Linked DNA regions of Mus musculus: region 1 is linked to region 2. A link is a contact called in public ChIA-PET data. All regions are on one chromosome and are shown on one strand. Each heading gives the region's core, a stretch centred on a gene start, on an enhancer-like site or on the middle of the called end of the contact. The rest is flanking DNA. Distances are from core to core; before and after follow the strand shown. Region 1 holds the start of Ino80b (INO80 complex subunit B). Region 2 overlaps Sema4f (sema domain, immunoglobulin domain (Ig), TM domain, and short cytoplasmic domain).

Evidence for each region. ChIA-PET counts read pairs in DNA pulled down with a chosen protein or histone mark.
Region 1: a contact with region 2 is called in an RNA polymerase II ChIA-PET map of effector CD8 T cells, with 40 read pairs. The contact joins the promoter of Ino80b here to the enhancer-like site in region 2. A contact is called at or near these places in 2 of 39 promoter capture datasets (the HPC-7 cell line and cranial neural crest), 2 of 484 Hi-C or Micro-C datasets (CD4 T cells and CD8 T cells), 6 of 115 datasets of contacts at active chromatin or transcription factors (the SCID.adh cell line, bone marrow-derived macrophages, effector CD8 T cells and 3 more) and 3 of 9 other capture datasets (adipose tissue, liver and pancreatic islet).

Annotation. Positions count from the first base shown.
Region 1 is chr6:83,123,055-83,128,638 of GRCm38.p6, reverse strand. It overlaps Ino80b (INO80 complex subunit B), which reads left to right and starts at 3,520. Exons shown (of 5, transcript NM_023547.2): 1 at 3,520-3,628; 2 at 3,862-4,054; 3 at 4,214-4,332; 4 at 4,476-4,645. The coding sequence starts at 3,571.
Region 2 is chr6:82,910,521-82,915,808 of GRCm38.p6, reverse strand. Sema4f (sema domain, immunoglobulin domain (Ig), TM domain, and short cytoplasmic domain) reads left to right here. Exons shown (of 14, transcript NM_011350.4): 13 at 1,384-1,442; 14 at 1,705-3,924. The coding sequence ends at 2,318. Among named protein-coding and RNA genes, the nearest start is that of Sema4f, 27 kb to the left of the region's middle. Within about 2 kb of position 2,243, at least 81 of the 459 cell types and tissues checked have an H3K27ac peak or open chromatin away from gene starts, as enhancers often do. A contact at or near this core is called in CD8 T cells, the HPC-7 cell line, the SCID.adh cell line and 2 more, where this site is marked.

The DNA.
Region 1 (5,584 bases), core at 2,271-4,770, 210 kb before region 2:
TTCTAGTCAAACACTATAAATTTATTTTTTTTTCATGAAATTTTAAAACAAGCCTTGAGAATGCCTTCAGAAGGTAAAATTCCTCTTAGTCTGTATATTTCCACACTAAACAAAGCAAAGTTACAAAAAAGAAAAGAAAAGAGCCTAAGACCAGAAAGAAGCTGGTTGTCATTCACTTCCTCGCTGCTGGACGCCAGGATACAGAGGAAACAGCCCAGACGAGCGTTAGGAAGCCTCTGTCTGATGCTTACACTGTTACTCCCTGCCTGTGTGTTTGTCTCTCTGAGCCTCAGTTTCCTTATTTATAGAACAGAAACAACAGAACCCGCGGAACAGCCACGTAGCTAAACACCCCACTATGTTCTAGAAAGGCCTCCCTAAGTTAGTTTTCCAAAATGCAGGTGTTGGGTGCTACTCTTGCTAGACCCAGCCCACCGTGCCTGGTGTACCCAGTAGACTTAAAAAAGAATTACAAATGGTTGATGTCTGCGGGTAGAGTGCTTGTCTAGCATACATGAAGCCCAGGCTCCATGCCCAGCACTCCATGGGACCGGGTATAATGGGGCATATCTGTGATTGTCACACTGGGGAAGTAGACGCAGGAGAGTCAGGAATTCAAGGTCATCTTCAGCTATACTGCAAGGTTCAGGCCAGCCTGGAATATATTAGATCCTGCCTTAAAAATATAAATAAAAAAGGCCAGGTGTGGCGGGGCAAGCCTTTAATCCAAGCACTCTGGAGGCAGAGGCCAGTGAATCTCTGAGTTTGAGGCTGGACCGGTCTACAGAGTGAGTTCAAATCTAGACAGGAAAAGATCCTTAACTCTAAGACAGTCACTAGTAGCACATTGCATATTCCTCATTTTTTTCTAAGCAGATACTAGTACACGATACTTTTAAAAACAGAATCAAGGGGACTGAAGAGATGGTTCCGAGGTTAATAGCACTGCCTGCTCTTCCAGAAGTCCTGGGTTCAAGTCCCAGCAAGCACATGGTGGTTCATAACTACCTATGAGGTCTAGTGCCCTCTTCTGGCCTGCAGGCATACATGCAGGTTGAATGCTGTACACATTTTAAGTAAATAAATCTTTTTGTTTGTTTGTTTGTTTTCGAGACAGGGTTTCTCTTTATAGCTCTGGCTGTCCTGGATCTCACTCTGTAGACCAGGCTGGCTTCGAACTCAGAAATCTGCCTGCCTCTGCCTCCCGAGTGCTGGGATTAAAGGCGCGCTCCATCACTGCCCAGTGGTAAATAAATCTTAAATGAAAAGAATCAAGAGGGCTGGTGAGATGGCTCAGTGGGTAAGAGCACCCGACTGCTCTTCCAAAGGTCCGGAGTTCAAATCCCAGCAACCACATGGTGGCTCACAACCATCCGTAATGAGATCTGACGCCCTCTTCTGGTGTGTCTGAAGATAGCTACAGTGTACTTACATATAATAAATAAATAAATCTTAAAAAAAAAAAAAAAAGAATCAAGAAAGCTGGGTGTGGTGGCACACACCTTTAGTCTCAGCACTTGGGAGGTAGAGGCAGGCAGATCTCTGAGTTCAAAGCCAGCCTGGTTTAAAAAGTGAGCTCCAAAGACAGCCAACCAAAAACAGCCAAGGTTACACAGAGAAACCCTGCCAAACAGGTAAATAAGCATAAACAAACAAACATAAACAAATAAACAGCCAGGGCCACACAGAGAAGCCCTGTTTTTTTTTTTTTTTTTTAAAGATTTATTTATTTATTATATGTAAGTACATTGTAGCTGTCTTCAGACACTCCAGAAGAGGGAGTCAGATCTCGTTACGGATGGTTGTGAGCCACCATGTGGTTGCTGGGATTTGAACTCTGGACCTTTGGAAGAGCAGTCGGGTGCTCTTACCCACTGAGCCATCTCACCAGCCCAGAAGCCCTGTTTCAAAAATGAATGGATGAATAAATAAATAAATAAATAAATAAATAAATAAATAAATAAATAAATAAAATCAAGAGAATCAAGGGGCTGGAGAGGTGGCTCAGCTGTTAACAAGATTTGCTGGCCTTGCAGAGGACCTGAGGAGGCCAGAAGAAGCATCCAGATCTGAAACTGGAGTTACTGATGATTGGGAGAAGCTATGTCAGCACTGAGACCCAAACCAGGGTCCCCTGAAAGGGCAGCAAGTGCTCTTAGCTGATGAGCCATCTCTCTAGTCCCATTCAGATCATTTTAAAACATTATGTGCAGGTGTGTGTCTGTGTCTGCCTATGTACACTTGAGTGCAGGTGTTGGCACAGACCAGAGCTATCAGATTTCTTTAGAGATGGAGTTACAGGCAGCAGTGAGCTGCCTGATGTGGGAGATGGAAAGTGAACTTGGGTCCTCTGCAAGAGTTGTGTGCATTCTTAACTACCGAGCCATCTCTCCAGCCCTGAATCACAGGTTTTAGAGTTTTTCTCTTATTTATTGGCATATTCAATTCTGTGCTTTTAAAAAATATGTATAAATTAACTAGAAGATAAAGGAAAACATTCACAAATTTTAAACAAAATTTAAAGGGGGAAAAGGATATGTGAAAAATGGCAGCAAAGTTTGGTTATTAATGCCTGTAATCTCAGCCCTAGGAAAGCTGAAGTAGAAAGTTCATGGATTTGACACCAGTCTGGGTACATACGGAGTACCAAGCCAACCTGGGGTACATAGTGAGACCCCTTCTCAAACAACAAAAACAAAACAAAGGTCTCCCACCTCCCTCATTTCCCAACCACACATCAGCAATTTCTCTCACCAGTTTCCTACCTTGCTATGTTTGGTTTTGTTCAAGTTAACTAGCTTCCTAACTTCGCAGTACAGGGATGTAGTAAATTCATTTAGATCCCTCATTAGAGGGATTCTTGTATTCTTTACAATGTAACTGTTCTCTGGAATCTAAATTCTCTGTCAATCTTATTATTTCACAACTTTTCTTAGTTGAGAAGCTTAGTGTTTACAAATAAAGATGCACCGCAACGACGTTGCCCCTCATTGCCAACCAATGAGAATGGGGAGATGGGGGTGGGGGGAAGGAGAGGAGAGGAGAGGGGAGAAGAGAGGAAAAAGAGAGGAGGAGGGGAGGGGAAGAGAGAGCGATGAGAGGGAAGGGGGAAGACACAAACAGACAGACATACATACAGACAGGCAGATAGACAAAGAGAAGAGACAAGAGACAGCAACACAGAGAAAGGGAGACAGAACAGGTCAGGAATCTAATACAGGGAACCCAAGTTAGGGGAAAACCTTACCTTTTTTGGTGGCTTTTCCAGCCTCCTAGAGGCTTTGAACTTTCGTTTTGAGAACAAGATGGCATTAAGCCTGGCCTCGAACTCGTAATCCTTTTTAAGTCTGGTGCGCCAGTAAGGTGCCTAGCAATGCCGGAACTTTTGTTTGGAAGGGACCCTGTTTCTTATCGGAATATTTTTGGCTGTAAGGCGTACCACGCACAAACATGGTTGCCAGGCGCCGGAAGTAGCCGGTTATTTTGCTGGATTCCGTTCTTCCGCGGGGCGGAAAAGGCATGTCGGCTTGTGTCCCGACAGTTTCCAGTCCTCTCCCTTTGCAGGACCCCATGAGCAAGCTGTGGCGGCGCGGGAGCACATCTGGGGCTATGGAGGCCCCCGAGCCAGGTAAGCGCGGGTGGATCTAACTCGAGTGATCTTGAAAAAGGAGTCGCTGTAACTCCGTGGAGCCGGTGGAGCCGGGTCTGCCCGCCACAGGTGGGAAGGAGCGAGGCGGGGCTGTTGTTATGGTAACAGCTAATAACGTGGGAAGAGTGGGACTCAGTTGAATTGTTAGGTTAGTCAGATCTTCCCCCTGCCACTTTTTGGCCGATCCCCTCAGACAGGCTCTCCTTCCGCAGGGGAAACGCTGGAGCTGAGCCTGGCAGGTGCCCACGGCCACGGAGTACACAAGAAAAAACACAAGAAACATAAAAAGAAACACAAGAAAAAGCATCATCAGGAAGAGGAGGCCGGACCGACGCTGCAGACTCCTGCCAAGCCCCAACTTAAACTTAAAATCAAGCTGGGTGGACAGGTCCTGGGCACCAAGAGGTGAGATCAAGTATTTAACTCGGGAAAATTCAGTAGCAGGTGGGCTGGGTCCAAGTTAAGGCAGCAAGAATCCCAGCAGGTCGGAAAAGCTGTTTGTAGCTCCAAAGTAGGAGAGAGCCAGCCGCTTGTTCACTTTAGAGTAGTGTTTCTACTCTGCAGTGTCCCCACTTTCACTGTGATTCCTGAGGGGCCTCGCTCACCGTCTCCCCTGATGGTGGTGGATAATGAAGAGGAACCTATGGAAGGCGTACCTCTGGAGCAGTACCGCGCCTGGCTGGGTGAGAAGACCGTAGAGGTGGCAAAGCTGGGTTGCTCATTTCTAACCAGCAAAAGGAAGAGGGTGGGGTCTGAGAATTTTCAGTGTACTAGGACCAACTTCGATAAATTAATGTTTGCACTTTCCTTCAACTTTCCCACCCAGATGAAGACAGTAATCTGTCCCCCTCCCCACTTCGGGACCTGCCAGGGGATCTGGAGGGCCAGGAGGAAGAGGAGGAACAGAGATGGTTAGACGCCCTGGAGAAGGGAGAGCTGGATGACAACGGAGACCTCAAGAAGGAGATCAATGAGCGGCTGCTTACAGCGAGACAGGTAAGTTAGTTCCATCTGTATTCACTCGACAAACATATGGAGAGCTTGTTGTTTCTTAGGCAGTGAGAGGAACAGGAAAGGAAGGTGGGTGGATATTCAAGTGCATGCTGACAGAAGGTAAATGACTTTCCTTTTTGAATTGGGATCTTAGTATTTAAGCCCTGACTGGGATATGCTTGCCTTTGCCCCTAAGTGCTGGAGTTAAAGGTGTGTACTGCCACACACACACACACACACACACACACACAGAGCTCCTAAGTAACTTTTTAAAACTCCAGAAAATAGGGCTGGTGAGATGGCCCAATGGTTAAGAACACTGACTGTTCTTCCAGAGGTCCTGAGTTCAACACCCAGCAACCACATGGTGGCTCACAACCATCTGTAATGGGATCTGATGCTCTCTTCTGGTGTGTCTGAAGAGGGCTACAGTGTGATCATATAAATAAACCTTAAAAAAAAAAAAAAATCCTACAGAAAATAGGAATGCTGAAGTAGAAATTGCCAAGACAGAAACATTAGGGTAGTTGTGGGGACTAGCTCATTGTTTTCTTTTGTTTTTTAAAGATAAATCGTATTTACTTTATGTGGATGAGTGTGTGCCCGTTGCCCATGGAGGCCATTGGTCATCAGAACTCCTGGAACTAGATTTACAGACAGTTGAGAGCTGCCATGTAGGTGCAGGGAACTGAATGAGAGTCCTCCCCAAGGGCCGGTGCTCCTCGCCGCTGAGTAGTCTTTCCAGTCTAGAATGCCTTTGAAGAGATGACATTTCCAGTACCAGGGGAGCTTCTCAGACAGAGAGGCCAGCTGACATAGAGCCCAGGGGCACAGAGACCCAGAAGGAGAGTGTGGCCAGGTCACCCAGGGGGATATATACTGACAAGTGACATAGCTGGCTTAATTACTTTGGCAATTATGTGCTGTGAAGCTTAGTAGGGG
Region 2 (5,288 bases), core at 994-3,493:
TTGCATATACTTAACCTGTATAATTCAAGATTCAAATAATACCATCAATACTCGTAGGCTTATTTGCTTTATAAATATATTTTAATTAAAAAAAATACTGTGATAATGTCTTAATCTGTAGCCCACACTGGCCTAGAGCTCACCCTAATCTGTAGAACCCGGGCTGGCCTCAAATTCATAGTGATCTCTCCTGCCTCATCTTCCCACACACTGAGATTATAGGCGTCACGATTAGTGCCTAATCCAAACCTAGGTCTGTGAGGGTCGGGAGGCCCCCTCCCCTGAGCTAGTCTCAGCTGTTAATTTAAATTCTCTTAGTGGAATAGTTTTGGCCAGGTGCTTGCAAAATTCTTTTTCATTGTAACACTAGGATTTTCCGTTTTGAAGCCCATGGCAGGCCACCAGCCTGGCCTCACACCCAGCCTTTTACCTGGGTGCTGCAGGTTTACGGCAGGGCCTCATGCTTGCATGGCAATCTTGTTTACCACGACTCACAGCCCCTCCCCCAAGCCTTCAGGTGTAAAGGAGAGGGCACCCTGTAGCCATGGACAGCAGTTTCACTTCTCAGATTTCCCTGCCTCTTAGGGGATACCCACCAAGCACGTTTCCAACAGATTGTCAGCTAGGAATATGTGGATACTTGACAGGGAAAAGCCTTGAGGTACATTAAGGAAAGATTTGGTGGAGGGGTGAATGCTGACTAACTCCAGGAGTGATTTCTAACATGATGGGTTCTGGAGTCAGGACTGTGATAACCGAGTACTGTGATAACTAAGTACTGTGTTAACTGAGTACTGTGGTAACCAAATACTATGATAACTGAGTACTGTGATAACTTAGTACTGTGTTAACTGAGTACTTTGTTAACTGAATACTGTGACAACCAAGTACTGTGATAACTAAGTACTGTGGTAACCAAGTACTGTGATAACCAAATACTATGATAACTGAGTACTGTGTTAACTGAGTACTTTGTTAACTGAATACTGTGACAACCAAGTACTATGATAACTGAGTACTGTGGTAACCAAGTACTGTAATAACCAAATACTATGATAACTGAGTACTGTGATAACTTAGTACTGTGTTAACTGAGTACTTTGTTAACTGAATACTGTGGCAACCAAGTACTGTGATAACTGAGTACTGTGGTAACCAAGTACTATGATAACTGAGTACTGTGATAACTTAGTACTGTGTTAACTGAGTACTTTGTTAACTGAATACTGTGGCAACCAAGTACTGTGATAACTGAGTACTGTGGTAACCAAGTACTGTGGTAGTGGGAGTACCGTGGGGCTGAGTACCATGGTACTGTGAGGGTCTGAGGAAGGTGCAAGCACATTGGAACACTAGGTTTACCAGATATTCTCTTCTCTGTAGGATGGTTCAAGACATAGAGTCAGCAGATGTCTCTTCTTTGTGTCCAAAAGAACCTGGAGGTTTGTATGGCTCAGAGAAATGCGGGTGGAATGTATAGAAAGGGGCTAGAGAGTTGATCTTTTTTGTCTCATTCAAAAGACTTGATCCCATGAAGACATGGCAGTCCAGGACCCAGGACCCAGGACCCAGGGCCTTTCCATTTTTGGGAATCCCTTTTGGCAATGTCCCTACATATCTTATATATGACATCTCTCCATATGCCCCCATCCTACTTCCTGCCTATAGCTTCATGTCTTTTGTGTCTTTGCCTTCTCTCCACAGAACATCCGGTAGTGTTTGAAGTTCCAGTGGCTACGGTGGGCCACGTGGTCCTGCCGTGCTCCCCCAGTTCTGCCTGGGCATCCTGTGTGTGGCACCAGCCCAGTGGAGTGACTTCGCTCACCCCACGAAGGGATGGGCTAGAGGTGGTGGTGACCCCAGGGGCCATGGGGGCTTATGCTTGCGAGTGTCAGGAGGGTGGAGCCGCCCGTGTGGTGGCTGCTTATAGCTTGGTGTGGGGCAGCCAGAGGGGGCCCGCAAACCGGGCCCACACCGTTGTGGGGGCTGGGCTGGTTGGCTTTTTCCTGGGTGTTCTAGCAGCATCTCTCACTCTCCTCCTGATTGGTCGCCGTCAGCAGCGGCGGCGACAGAGGGAGCTTCTAGCTAGAGACAAGGTGGGCTTAGATCTGGGGGCTCCACCTTCTGGGACCACAAGCTATAGCCAAGACCCTCCCTCTCCTTCACCTGAAGATGAACGGCTGCCCCTGGCCCTGGGTAAGCGGGGCAGTGGTTTTGGTGGCTTCCCTCCACCCTTCCTGCTGGATTCTTGCCCGAGCCCAGCCCACATCCGGCTCACTGGGGCTCCTCTGGCCACGTGCGATGAGACGTCTATCTAAAGCCAGGAAAATGACTGCCAGCCATGAGCAATCTCTGGAACTAGCGGCTACGAAGACCAGGGTCACTGAACCTGGGAGACGATCATGGCTGCTCCATTCTCTTGGAGTCTGTGTGATCACACGTCAGTGTCTGTCCTCTGGACCTGGATGAGCTGAGGGCCAGACCTTTGCCTGATTCCTGATTCTCATGAGAGATCAACCCTGTAGCCCTCTGCTATGGCCTCTTGTCTTGGGCCCATCATCAGCTTGTGGGGTGGAGCAAGGACACAGGCTCTGATTTGCTTATGGTGGGCCCCCGGAAAGAGGGAGCACTGCGGGGTGGTTGGAGCGCGTGTGCCCTGCATCCGTGTGGTGCCTGTATGATGATTTTCCAGTTTGCTGACTCTGGGGAGCGCATGATCCCCGGACTGCCTTGAGATCTCTCCCAACTCAGTTTCCCTTTGTCCCTTGAAGAGTGTGTGTCTATACACTGGTGTGCCTCGAAGACCTGTCCAGGTGTGTGTGGATGACAGGGCCGGTGCCTAGGTGCTTTTGGGGGGTCGGAGAGGAAGGTTGGAACGGGGGACAACTTTACCCTCGGTAGCCAGTGAGGGAAACCACACGACCCCATCACCCCACAGCGCTTCTTCAACTTTGAGCAAAGTTCCCAAAGTGACCTTCTGGTGGGAAGGGCAGCAGGACACGTGGCCCCGTCCTTCTCCTCATCTTTCTCCTCTGGCTGCCACCACTGCCGTGCCACCGCTGCTTTTTCCCTGGCTGGAGTGGAGGCTGAGCCCTCTTTCCTTGGCTTCCATTTAAAATGAACTTCACAACATTCTAGCTATTGAGGGATGACAAAAGGAACCCAGAAAAGTGTGTAGGAAATTACAAGCAGGTTCAAGAAGATTTGCCTCAGTGACTTTCACCCTTGCCCTAAAGCAGGAGTCCCCTAGCAGGACTCCCTGAAATTGTATGCAAAGAAATGTCTGTCCATGTGTGGCATGTGTGCGTGCGTGCGTGTGTGTGTGTGTGTGTGTGTGTGTGTGTGTGTGTGTGTGATGGCTTTCATCAGATTCTCAAGGCCTTAATGAGGTTAAAGGACCATGGTCCATAGTCACCACACTTGGGCCACATAAATGGAGGAGGTGTTGCTGTGAGGCAGTTCCTCCCTGGCCTGCTGCCTGAGGCCAGTCCCTGGACACACTGCTGCTGGAGATCCCACCTCTCTCCAGTCCTCCTCGGAAGCTAGTGAAGCTAGGCTCTGCACGTGCTTGAAGACACCATCGCCTCCTTTCTTGCTTCGTTATTCCTGTGTGCGCTGCATCTGCTCCGTCCTGCTCTTGGCCTGTGAATGTGCCTCGTCCATCCCTGGTGAGGGACCTCGAACCCCGGTGAGGATGCAGCCCTTTCCAGTTGAAGTTTCTGTTCTACTTTCCTTGACAGCAGCCTGTGAATTACTCAAGAGTCCCCTTGGGTTTGGAGTTACCAGTGGCTTTGAGTAGGATCTTTGGCACGTAGTCTAACCTAGGGACATTGGTTATTCATCTGTAAAGTGGGGATATACCTACCTCAGGGTTGCTGCAAGGATCAAACGAGGAAACGTATGAACAATAAAGCATTACCCAGAGCAGCGGGCGTGGTTATTGTAGCTGTTGCTTTATCATAGCCGAACCACGTGATCACCATGGCAGGCACTCACTGTGCACCCCATGCAGTGGAAGGTGGACAAGCCTTCACCAACATCTGATCTTCGATCATCTCAGGATGGGTCTTAACCACCCATATTTAGGCTTTACTCAAATCTGCGATTTATTTTTTTAAAAAATTATGTGTATATGTGTATGTTAACGTATGTATACGTGAGTGCCGCTACCTCAAGAGGCCAAAAGAGGGCAATGGATCCCCGAAGCTAAAGTTAGAGGCAGTTGTGAGTTGCTTGATGTGTGTTTTGGAAACTGAACTCAGACCTTCTGAAAGAGTAGCAGGTGCCTTAGTTGCTGAGTCATCTTTCCAGCCCTCTAGTCTTATACATGTTGAGTGATGTTGATAGCCAGAGTTTCCTTCTGCTAAACCAGGAGCCACTGATGTCATCTTTGCTTCTCTATGGAAGGGACACATGTACTAAGTCTTTGTGCTATTCCACTTCCAAGATGGACGTGGATTTTACTCCAGGAAAAAAGAGATTGAAAACACATGCACACATACACACACTCCAGCTAAGAAGGAGATTCTGAAGTAAGGATTTTTTTTTTCAAGACAGGGTCTTACTACATAGTTCAGACTGGTCTTGAACTTACTATGTAGCCCAGACTAGCCCAGAATTTGTGATTCTCCTGCCTCAGTTCCCCAAAGTCTTGGGATTACAGGTATACACTGGCATGCCTTTAAGAAGGCTAACAGTTCAGTAAATGGAGAAATTCATGGCTCACTTAGTAGAGAAGTCAGGAATAAGATACCCTCAGGACTGCACAAAGGACTTTAGGAGTCAAGGTCCCAGCCCCTGGAATTAGGATTCAGGGTTAGAGGGAGTCTGTCTGTCTGCCTGTCTGTCATCTTTGCTTGTCTTGCCTGATTTCTTTCTTTCTTGCTGTAAATGGCCCCACTCAAAGAAGCAGAAAAGGTGGCTGCTGCTGAGATGACTTCATGAGCAAAGGCACGTGCTGCTGGCTTTGATCTCCAGAACCCACGTGGCAGGAGAACTGACTCAAGTTGTCCTCTGACCTCTACATGTGTGCTTTGGCACACATGTGCATGCACATACATGCACACATACACAAAATAAATGAATGTTAAAGAGAAAAAGAAATATGGCTGCTTCCACATCCTTTCAGCCACAGATCTTAGAAGCCAAAACTACTTTTTCAGCGTAAACCAAGAATCACAAGGACAGCTCTGCTCATATCACATGACTCCATTGCACCAATGAGTGTGTCCAAGGAAATGGGATACTGTGATTGGCCAAGCCTAAGTCACATACGTGTCCAGGGAGGG